Linked DNA regions of Danio rerio: region 2 is linked to region 1. A link is a contact called in public HiCAR-type data. All regions are on one chromosome and are shown on one strand. The core of a region is the stretch at or near the end of the contact, and the rest is flanking DNA. Distances in the headings are between cores, read along the strand shown.

Region 1 (5,840 bases), core at 3,317-5,816:
TGCATGACTTTACTATAGGAAGAATCGCCGACAACTTCTTCCAAACTACGTCTCACAACCAAAAACACGTAGTAAATATTTTGTTATTAACTACATAATGAGAAAGAAGCCTTTAATGGGGTCGAAAATGTACATATTTGCTCACCTGGGTTTAAAGGGAATTAGCCATTTCTCCTCAACGTTGATAATAAACTAATTTCTTTCTGTATGAAACGTCAAACAGACACGGTTGCTCCTGAGTCCTGTCAAACCTCCACTAGTTTTTCCTCCATTTCATGGGTCCAAATAAACCGAAAAAGAGCGCTTTTAACTTCTCCCCCAGCCTCCCGCTGACCTGCAGCAGGTATACACACATGCACTCACAAGTGAATGCTGCTCTCTCATTGGCTGTAGGCGATCGCTGATGTTATTTTCAGTCAAAACTCAATTCACATGGCATAATTTAAATCGCTGACAGCTCCAGATATTTAGCATGCCAAATATCTCGCAGGCATCGGCGACTCATCAGCGATTCTCTCAGATCGCGTCTTTGATAGTTCATACTGTGTGATTGTCACTCACATGCACGAGCACCGATTTGCCTGTGATTTCAGGCATTTGTCGGCGATTTCTCAAAACCTGTCGGCAAGCCAAAATCGGGGCTAAAATCACGCAGTCTGAACTAGGCATTAGGCAAAAATCACTTTTAAAAGGGGTTTAAACACAATATCTAGTCTACAATTGGCACGATCTAGCAGTTGCAGATCACTAGAGAACTACAAGTTCCTTCATGCACCTCACACAAACACCAGTTCTTCTTCTCTCACTGATTGCACACACACAGCTGGAAGCTCACCATTGACTGATTACCAGGACAATAAATATACATCACATTCACACACACAGTGCTGAGTCTTGTTATCCTGTAGCATCACAACGCATTAATCCTGTCAAGTCTTTCTTTGTTTAGATCCTCACCTTGTTTTTGTGTTATTGATAGTTGTGGGCAAAGTGAGACTTCATGAAACTCTGAAACAGTCAAAGCAAATGTGTCAAGCTTCAATAGGTTTCAAAACCCATCTTTACAATGACACCTAGTGGTAATTTTTATGTATTAATCTTTAACAGCTTCAGTAAAGAAACAGTTTAGCAAATTGAGGTATTAAACCCAACATTAGAGTTGTAAATTTAGTAAAGCGGTGAGAGTTCCTGACTAGCATGCAGACATAATGGGTTCGAATTCAGGGTGACGCAGCTATAGATGTTTTTAAATGCTCTGTTCTTGTAACGTGTTTTGTTTTAACATTGGTCTGACATCCTGATAAACACTTTGTAAATAAATATGTTGTTTTAGTCATAAAAAGTAACATTAATAAATACATCAAGTCATAATTTCAGAGTATTTGTACAAGATGGGATACGAACTCAGGTCATTTGCAGCACAGTTACTCTGTGCAAAAGCACAGTCCACTATGTTACATGACAGAGATTTTTTCTAACCTTGTCAGTTAAATGCAGATTCGCCAGGTCTCGAAAAGCTTCTGAAATGGCTGATGATTTGGATCGCTTTAGTCACGTGATCTGGCGCTTCAAAACGCTTTAGTCACGTAACCTGGGTGTTTTGAATCATCTTAGTCAAGTGACCTGGGTGTTTTGAATCATGCTTTGGTGCAGTGTTTCGAAACACTTGTGCTTCGGGAACTCAACACTGTGTCAAAACATCAGTTTCAAGTCAGCCATCCCTCATTTTTTATTTTTTGCCGTCTGTACTGACCATTCGCCTGTTTTTTTGACAAGATCTTGGATTACCTTATGCTCCTCTTTGCTACCTGTTAGACCATTGCCTGTCTTACTACTCTTATAAATAAACTGCATGTGAATCCTCAACTCCGCTGTCCAGCGTCCAAATGTTACACTAATGGTAAACATTAATTAAATGTTTTTTTTAATCACTTCATAAAAACAGTCTGCATAAACACTATGAGACCGTCACCAAAGCGGCACAATTCGGATCAAAGGCTAGCGAATGGTTTCAAAGTTATAAAACATTATTTTGAGCTAAATCATGACATAAACACTCTAGGGACATCAAAGACTTATTTTACATCTTGTAAAAAGAGGCATAATAGGTCCCATTTAAAAATGATCAACATGAATTTAAATAAAAGTTTTCAATTCACTTATATCTGTGAATAGTATTTGATTATATTTTTTAATAATTGATCAGATCTGAACAAAAAAAATAAAATAAGTGTCATGTCCCTGACCCACATGTTGCAAAAAAACAAAGCTTTGTCTTACAAAAAAAGAGAGAGATAAAGCCTAAGACATTACGATAGAGAAAATCGAGAGCAAAATAAGCCGGGTGCGGTCTAGCCACTCAACCGTCTCCTAAATTATCTGCCTCAACTATTTTCCATTTCAGAGGCATTTTATAATCTCCAGATTTCTTTTAATAAGCATGGATGCTGTGAGTACTCCTTATTGCCTTTTTCAGTGCAGACCATTCCTCGAAAATGCCACCAGACTTCCCATTTATAGGCACGGAGACCAGTGATTTTTCGGAAGGAACGAGAGAATGAGCGGACATCGGGACAGAGAGAGGGGGGAGGTCGAACTATGTCGTGGGAACCACGAGCTGAGTCTGGATTGCTAAACTTCACCCTCCAGAGAATTCACAACTGCTTTCAATTTGAGATGGGGGTCACTCAAATTACAGTCCCCCTTCCACCAAGATCCAATCCACGGCCCCCTTACCCCCCCTGAAAGCTGTGCTCAGGCCCGTCCCACTCCACGCTCTGGAGAGCCAAAGCCATGACATCATCACCAGTGGCTTTCTCTAACCCAGTGCACTCTTTCCTCTTCTTATGTGTCATTTATCATAACCTTGTCTTGACACGTCTTTTTAGTGTCTTTCTCCCATGTCATTCTCTCTTTCTCTCTGTTTTGAGTCATTTGGGGTTTGTATTGGTCTTCTGGTGTTCTTCATTGAGGTCTGTTGTCAGGCACTAAAGACGTGGTGACAGGCCTGAGAGGTGCAGAGGGCTGCAGTGGTGCAGGAATTGATGCAGGATTTCACTAGGTAAACAACAGCTCTCACAACAGACGTACCACATGTGAGAAAACCAAACTAACAGCTTTATTAATATAGAGTGGCTCCATAAGTCTTTTAATAAAAATCCAGAACCCCTTGTTTTGATGAAAGCTAACTAGTGAGATCTGTAGTAAACCTCACTCCCCTGGGCTTTAAAAAACATGTAAACCAAACATTGCCGGGAGTTTTATTGCAGTATGTTGATGTACTTTCAAATAAATCAGAATATTAGCAAGCTAACAGTAAGCGTGGAGCGTTAAGGATCAAAATATACAGTTGCTATGGAAGCTCTCAAGTTGAAGTGAACAGAAGGATCGCCACAGCAAAGGTGGAAGGAAATGGTCAGACTTTGAAGATTACCAAAACAAAACATTTAAGTGAAATAATTTATTCACCCAGAAGAAAAACAATGTGAGTTAGCAAAATAAACATTGTAAATTTAGATTTTGGTGCGGCAGTGTAGGTCAATGATTTGCATTGTTGCCTGGCAGCAAGAAGGTAACTGGTTCGAGTCTTGGCTGGGCCAGTTGGCATTTTTGTGTGGAGTTTGCATGTTCTCCCCATGTTCGCGTGGGTTTCCTCTGGGTGCTTCGGTTTTCCCCACAGTCCAAAGACATGAGGTATATGTGAACCGAATAAACTAAATTGGCTGTAGTGTATGTGTGTGAATGCAAAAGTAAGTGGGTGTTTTCCAGTGTTGGGTTGCGGCTAGAAGGGCATCCACTGTGTAAAAAATATGCTGGATAAGTTGCCGTTTCATTCCACTGTGGCGACCCCTGATGAATAAAGAGACTAAGCCGAATAGAAAATGAATGAATGATAACCTCAACCCTCTTTAAATCTTTACATGATGTCGTTTTGACTATAGTCTGCTAGGAGCTCACCTAATAGGTATCAGGGCATATAGTGGTTATTAAGGGTGTGTTTGCAAGCCCTTGCACCCTTCTGAAAGCAAGGATGTTAAATGGGACTTCGAAAAACTCTTAAATTGAACAAACACCAAACATCATAAGATCACAAGTGAATATGAAGTGTGCTGTTTGGGATTGGGCCAATCTTGGAGGCATTTCAATGCAGGAAAACATTCATTCAGTCATTTTTCTTCAGCTTAGTCCCTTATTTAACAGGGGTCACCACAGCGGAATGAACCGCCAATTATTTGTCATATGTTTTACTGGCAGATGCAAAGCCCCAGTGCCCATAGACTCATTCACACATCCAATCTAGTTTATCTAATACTTAGCAAATAATATTGATGACTCATCTTGCACTTGTGGGCGTGCCTAAATTTTTGTCCAATCAGATTCTATCTACAATGAGAACTCTCCTCCTACTTGCACAAGATATCAATGAAGTCAGAGTATGCATGTGATTCTGCAGTCCGTTTGGAAAGATCTGTCTTCACAACTTTCAATCACTGGACTGGAGATGATTGTGTGTTTGGGTGCATCAGGAGGCTTTGGCGCGTTCACATTCATGGAATGCTGAGCATCTCTGCAGTCGGTCAGGCAGCTGGCGTGACGGCTGAGGAGCGAGCGCTGGAGAAAGAGGGGGGTGTCACACTAAATAAGCACAATTACACTTTTGCAGGATGGAAACCAGATGACCACGGGCACTGACAACATCCAGGGGTTACACAGGCCAAGGCTCAGATACACACTCAAACACAAAAGACCCTTACAACATCCTGGAGCCCTGCAGTAGATGGATGGGGAGGCTCTGTAAACACACGGCGTTTCCCACACTGCACTTTCGTGATCTAAGTGTGAGCTCAACCTCCCCGCCTCATTCCTCCCACTTTCTCATGTTTTCCAAAAGCACCTCCATCAAGACATTTCCACTTATCACCTTCTTTGTCAACTGTATCGATCCCAGTTCAGTTGGGTTGTTCCTCTAGTCTTCGACACTAAGATTTAGCAGTGTGTCAGCTAGGCTTTTTATGTCATGTTCTCCTGCTTTCCTTTTTTATGCCTGTTGTGTGTGAGCAGAGGGGGTGATTTTACATGACTGGGAAATGAGCTAATAGCTTAGTCTTTATGACCTAATTTCAGAGCTCTCCGCTTGCTGAGACAAAGACGGAAACTACATTCAACTACATTCCAAACGCAGCTCAGTGTGTGACTTTCTCTTCTGAAAAATACTGTATCTGATTATAAATAAATGTAACTTTGCTTGAACTCCGTATGACAAGATATTTGCATTTTAGAAGGGTAGTTTAAAAGCATTGTCAGTTTAAAGATCAATTTAAAAGCATTTCTTGTTTTAGATACTGAAGTGGTTTATTTCTTGAACAACAAGTGCTAAAGTTTAAGTTCTGATTTAAAGTAAAAAATCAACTAAAAAAAAAAAATCCAAACACTCTTTCACGTTTGGATAGTAATGCATGTGATATTAATTAAAAGGAGACCAAAATAATACAGCACTGACTTTGCATTTCTTTGTATGCTTAAAAACGTGCCGACATTAAATGCACCATCGCCCTCTGGTGGCTATTGAAATGTGAATTCGATTGCTTTCTCCGGGGGAATGTTTTTTATTTTTATTTTTAAGAATTAGTTTGAGCATTTACATTACTGGTAAAAAGTCTGAGGTCAGTAGGATTTTTTATGTTTTTTAAAAAGCTTATTCTACCTACGAAGGCTGCTTTTATTTCATCAAAAATACTGTACAAAATGTAAAATTGTGAAATGTTATTGCACTATAAAATAACAAAAGTAGTTTATTATTTTTTTAAAATCATTTATTCCGGTGATTTTAATGATGAATT
Region 2 (5,698 bases), core at 10-2,509, 84 kb before region 1:
TCTAAAAAATCTTTGCTGTCACTTTTGATCAGTTTAATATGCTTTTACTGAATAAAAGTACTGACCAAACTTTTAAACTATTGAATACAGCTGGGGAAATATCAAAAATATAACAATTTTTTAAGAAAATATATTCCTAAAGGTGCCATTGACCAAATATTTTCCCCAGCTGTTGGTAACAACCAAATAAATTCATATATGAAAAGAAAACAAATCTAATTGGTTTACAAATTAAGTTATACATAATAAAATGAAATGATGCAGGGAAAACACATAAAGAAAGGAAAGTGTAGAAAGGCAGTGAAAGCCCAGGCAGCAGCTGAAATCTCTCAGTACTTCAGCAACCCTCTGCCCAATGTCTTGGTAATTTAATATTAACTGCATCAGTCCAACATCTACATTATCAGGATGATGAGGTGAAACCAGGGTGGACCCACAGAACCATTACGATTTTATACTGTTGAAAAAATATTACCTGAATTTATGATTCATTCTTCATATAAGGTGACTTAAGGCTGCTATTACCAAAAAAGCCTTTTATATAAATTATTAAATATGTCTCAGTACTTTCTGCTTGTGTCAGATTGTTTTGTTTTATTTTTATGTTTGTAATTGTTTGCAAAATCAGGTTTAATTCCATGTTAACAGCTCCTTTAGAAACATTACCCCCAGGAATAAAATATGACGTGTTCAATACTTCTTTTCCCCGCTGCATTTGTTTACTGTTCTTTCAATGGCTTAAAAAGCATCCATCCAAAAAAGTCACTGAAGACAAATGGGTGCAATGTGGCTGACCCTGAAGTTTTAACACCCATTTAAGGGCACCAGAAATGAGTGCGGAATGACACAGTAGAGTGTGATTATAAGAACAAAAATAAACCTAGAACAATACAAACTGATGAGAGGGTTTTGAAAGAACGATTGCAAAACCCAGGAATGAGTCAGCAGTGGAATGTTTTCATCACTGCAAAATAGTGAGGAGATTCCCAAGCCAGTAAAAACAGCTCGTTCTGTTGCAGTCGCAAGACAAATGCAGCATTCCAGCGCAAAAGGCACAATTTACAATGCTTCTCTAGAACTGGACAGATGTCTGTGGGAACAAAATAAGTCCTGTCTGCTGTCCCACGATGCACTGCTTGCTTGGCTGCACCCTCACTTTCTGACAGGTCATGTGTGGCTTGTTCACCACAGGGGCTGGAGCTTTACCTCGGAGCCCGGCTGCTTTGGCTAAGAGAAAAATGACATCTGTATGTGTCCTAAAGCTCAGAGCGGTGCCAAGAAAGTAGACTCAACAGAATCCAGCCTGAATACAGAGGCTGCATTCCACAGCGATGAGCAGAGGGGCTTTTAAGAGGACCAAAAGACAAAGAGAGAGTCTTTGTGTGTTTAAACTGTAAGGCAGGGGAGGAAAACAAGGTCAGTCATTTATTTTAGAAAGTCTTAACAACTGCAGAGGTAAGCACGAGAGCTCCTTTCAAGGGACAGTTTGCTCAGAAGTGAAAATCGACGCACTCTTGTTGATGTTCCAAACCCGCATGCTGTTATTCTTTCTCTGAAAAGCGATCAGAGATGTATTGAATAATTTCCAACTCACTGTTTTCCATAAACACACAGATTTGTGGGATGAGCGGAGCATATTTCAGTCATTATTCACTCGAGTTAAATACATTACTTCATTAGAAAGTGACTTATATTTCAACCTATTAATCATGGACATTTAGTGGATGAAATAATAATATACATGCAGTATTATTGAATAATAGTACAAAGAAAGTTTACTTTTATATCAAAGATGCAGTAAATTGATTTAAAAAAAGACAAAATATAACAACAAAAAGTTGTACTTTTTAACTATTGAACTTTTTTAATTCAACAAAGTATGATCCTAAGGGTTTTCACAGAACTGTTTTCAACACTGATACTAATAAGAAAGTATGAGATGCAGTAAATTATCTTATCAGAATGATTTCTGAAAGTTTATGTTTAGCTTTTCACTAATGCAATGTTAGCTGTCATAGTATATGTCATGCACTAACTGACAAAAGTCTTTTCGCCTATCCAAGTTTTAGGAACAACAAATAATAACGTGACTTCTAGTTGATCATTTGGTATCAGAAGTGGCTTATATAAGGGCAAAGGCCTCTAGATTACGCTTATTATACCAAAATAAAATATGATCATGCCTTGATTTTTAATTATTTAATTAGGACAGTAAGGTCTGACTTTGCTTTGACAAAAGTCTTGTCACTTAACAGAAATAATGTACAGCATAGACTATAAAGCCATGGTGCAGTGGAAAAATAATTAATATTGTGTATGACTCCCATAAGCTTGGAGGACTGCATCCATACATCTCTGCAACAACTGAAATAACTTATTAATAAAGTCATCTGGAATGGCAAAGAAAGCGTTCTTGCAGGACTCCCAGACTTCATCAAGATTCTTTGTATTAATCTTTAATGCCTCCTCCATCTTACCCCAGATATGCTCAATATTGTTCATGTCTGGTGACTGGGCTGGCCAATCCTGGAGCACTTTGAACTTCTTTGCTTGCAGGAACTTTGATGTGAAGGCTGAAGTATGAGAGGAGCACTGTCCTGCTGTAGAATTTGCTCTCTCCTGTGGTTTGTAATGTAATGGGCAGCAAAAATGTCTTGATACCTCAGACTTTTGATGTTGCCATCCTCTTTGCAGATCTCTTGCATGCCCCCATACTAAATGTAACCCCAAACAGTGATTTTTTCTTCACCAAACTTGACTGATTTCTGTGAGAATCTTGGGTCCATGCGGGTTCCAATAGGTCTTCTGCAATATTTGTAATGACAACAAGACTTTTGTTGTGTACTGCAGTAAAACAATTGACAATTCCACACCACCATGCACACTAAATCCACAGACCACTTTTGCACATCCTGTCAGGTTTGATTCCTCCAATACCAGTCCCGATATGAATACAAAGATTGATCATAAACCACTGGGTGACTACCAACCACTATATTAAGTGCTTTTCTTCTATTTAACAAATTCTGTTCTCTGGTGTTACACGATTGGCCAGCATCTGCGCTAGTATATTTGCATAATTGCTGATTGATGATACCTGCACGGACTCAAAATTCAGTCAGAAATGTTTGATGTCACTCTACTCAAAGTAAATGAGAAGTGTTATCGTAGACGCCCTGTTTGAATTGGGTGTTAATACTGTATTGATGACACTGAACATTAAAATGCATCCAAATAATTGTAATACATATATAATAATATATGTATTACAATTGTAATTGTAATACAAATAACTGTAATACAGTACTTCCCAATATAAATGTTCCTACTGTATTTTTAATCAAATAGAGACAGCATATTACATTTTGAATTCACAATATTGTTTCAGCATCGATATAGTAATATGCAATGTTGAGTTGGGATTATAGCTGATCAGCACAACAGTTGAGAATACATGAGATTTGTGGAGTCTAGAATAAAATATCGCCACAACAGATTGAAACTTTTTTCTTTTACATGTGTTTTAAAGGCATTTTAGAAGAGTTTAAAGCATTTAGTCACATTTTATTGAAGAATAATTTTACTGAATTAATCCAACTAAGACTATACTGTGTTGTTTTACATTACACAATTTCTGTCCCAGAATACTGTTTGACTCTACAGAAAACCGCAAAGCACTGTTTATTTAACTTTTTCATTGCTCTATTGGAATTATTCTGGCTAGTAATTTTCTTTCTTATATTTTTACACATGATTTACACCCTTACAAACTCACCCCTATCAATCTAAACGTATGATCTGTTGGAACTGTACTCATATCACAGAAAAACTAAATATCAAAATGTCAGATAATTTCGACATCATGCAGCCCTATTTTGAATTTAATATTTCAAACACTGGGTACCATGAAGACAGAACTTTTTTTTCTGGGTGAACTGTTCCTTTACGAGCGGATTTCTTATAAACTAATAACTTATTCTGCTCATTACATGCCAAAATGATCTCAAACAGAGGCCAAAAGCAGCTGTGATGAGAACAAAAGCTCTGTGATTTTTATTAAAGGAAGCTTTATTAAAAGAGGTCACGAGGACACCCAAGAGTTTCGAAGACTTTCAACACAGCCTAGCTAATTTCCCACAAGAACTGGCAGTAAGGCGCCATGTTCAATTTCAACACTGCCTAATGTCATTAGAGGGGATGAAGTGGATTGGACCGGACCGACAAAGACAATTACGGTATGTAAAACAGCAGGGGTGTTTGAGTGGCAACTAGCAGCAAACCAACCGACTGAAAAAACTCTGGGCTAAACCATGCGTATGACTCTGAAATAAACACAGGGTGTCATTTGCAATAAACAGTGTGAAGCAGACACATAACAAGACCGAGTAAATTGTTCGGTGGACCATGCGTGAACTCATAGTGTAATAAACCATATGCTGCGTGTCTTTTAAGAGGAGCTTAAATTATGACGACGGCTGAGAAAGCGTCTCATGAAGAGCATTCCAGATCGACTACAGCAGCTCAGGGACAGTCTGCTGGAGTGTAGAAGTGCTGTACAGTCGCTTCTGGCAGACATCTGCACATTGTCCTTCACAGTGGGACAGGCGAGGACGCAGACCAGTCATTGTGTTTGAGACTAATTCAGCAGACACCACTGCCACCCAGACAGACATCTTGACCACCAACGCTATCAAATTAAGTGGTGTTGTCACTGTACCAAACTTTCAGTAGTCAGCAACAATATGAAAAAAATTACTTCTAACCAATTTAGATAACACAGCCTTACTATCCTGACTATTTTATGGTATTGTAGTCTTTATTTTTAGTATTATTTATCTAATTATCTAGTAAATAAAATGTAAAGTTGAAGTCAGAATTATTAGCCCCCCTTTGATTTTTTTTCTTTTTAAATATTAAAATGATGTTTAACAGAGCAAGGAAATGTTCAGAGTATGTCTGATAATACTTTTTCATTTTATTTCGGCTAAAATAAAAGCAGTTTTTAATTTTTCAAACACAATTTTAAGGCCAATATTATTAGCCCCATCAGGCACGTGCACACATAGGGCTCAACAGTGCACATGGCCTTTTTAGTCTTGGATAGAAAGTGCCCTTCCGAAATGATCTGAAGTGCCCCCGCTCCACTCCCATGAATTGAATTGAAGTGAATGAGACCGGAAGTCTCGAGCTAAAAAGATTCAAATGGCTGCGCCCACTCGTCGGCAAAGAATAAGGTGAACACAATGACTTGCCTAAATACCCTAACTTAGTCAACCTAATTAACCTAGTAAAGCCTTTAAATGTTGAGGAATATTTTCAGTACTTTGTTGAATCTACGCCATGAAGGATTAAGGCAGTTCTGAAGGCAAAAGGGGGTCCAACCCGTTACTAGTAAGGTGTACCTAATAAAGTGGCTGGCAAGTTTATGTATACATGTGCATATGTCTATGTGGTTGTGAGTGCATATTTTGCAAAAAATTATAATAAATTGTACAAATACAATCAACAACATTAAATAAAATAGTGTATTTCTCCACTGTTTTTGATTGTAATTATTTTCCTCATTGAAGCTGTTGAGTACCATGATACACTACCTTGTTTCAAATAAAAGTTGTGATTCACCTCATAGCTGCTTAGTTTGGTTCATGTTGACAAAGACTTTTTCAAAAATTCTATGGCAAAAATGAATGCAAAAAAT

Evidence for each region. HiCAR-type assays count read pairs that join an accessible place to other places.
Region 2: a HiCAR-type map of caudal fin shows a contact between it and region 1, with 2.6 times the contacts expected there. The contact joins two enhancer-like sites. A contact is called at or near these places in 1 of 18 Hi-C or Micro-C datasets (embryo) and 1 of 4 datasets of contacts at active chromatin or transcription factors (caudal fin).

What each region holds. Positions count from the first base shown.
Region 1 is chr15:22,720,942-22,726,781 of GRCz12tu, reverse strand. LOC141377826 (a long non-coding RNA gene) reads left to right here. Exons shown (of 4, transcript XR_012390815.1): 4 at 4,664-5,620. Among named protein-coding and RNA genes, the nearest start is that of spint2, 17 kb to the right of the region's middle. Within about 2 kb of position 4,566, at least 30 of the 62 cell types and tissues checked have an H3K27ac peak or open chromatin away from gene starts, as enhancers often do. A contact at or near this core is called in caudal fin, where this site is marked.
Region 2 is chr15:22,802,107-22,807,804 of GRCz12tu, reverse strand. The region is part of intron 4 of plekhg2 (pleckstrin homology domain containing, family G (with RhoGef domain) member 2); the gene reads right to left. Among named protein-coding and RNA genes, the nearest start is that of il15l, 34 kb to the left of the region's middle. Within about 2 kb of position 1,259, at least 7 of the 62 cell types and tissues checked have an H3K27ac peak or open chromatin away from gene starts, as enhancers often do. A contact at or near this core is called in caudal fin, where this site is marked.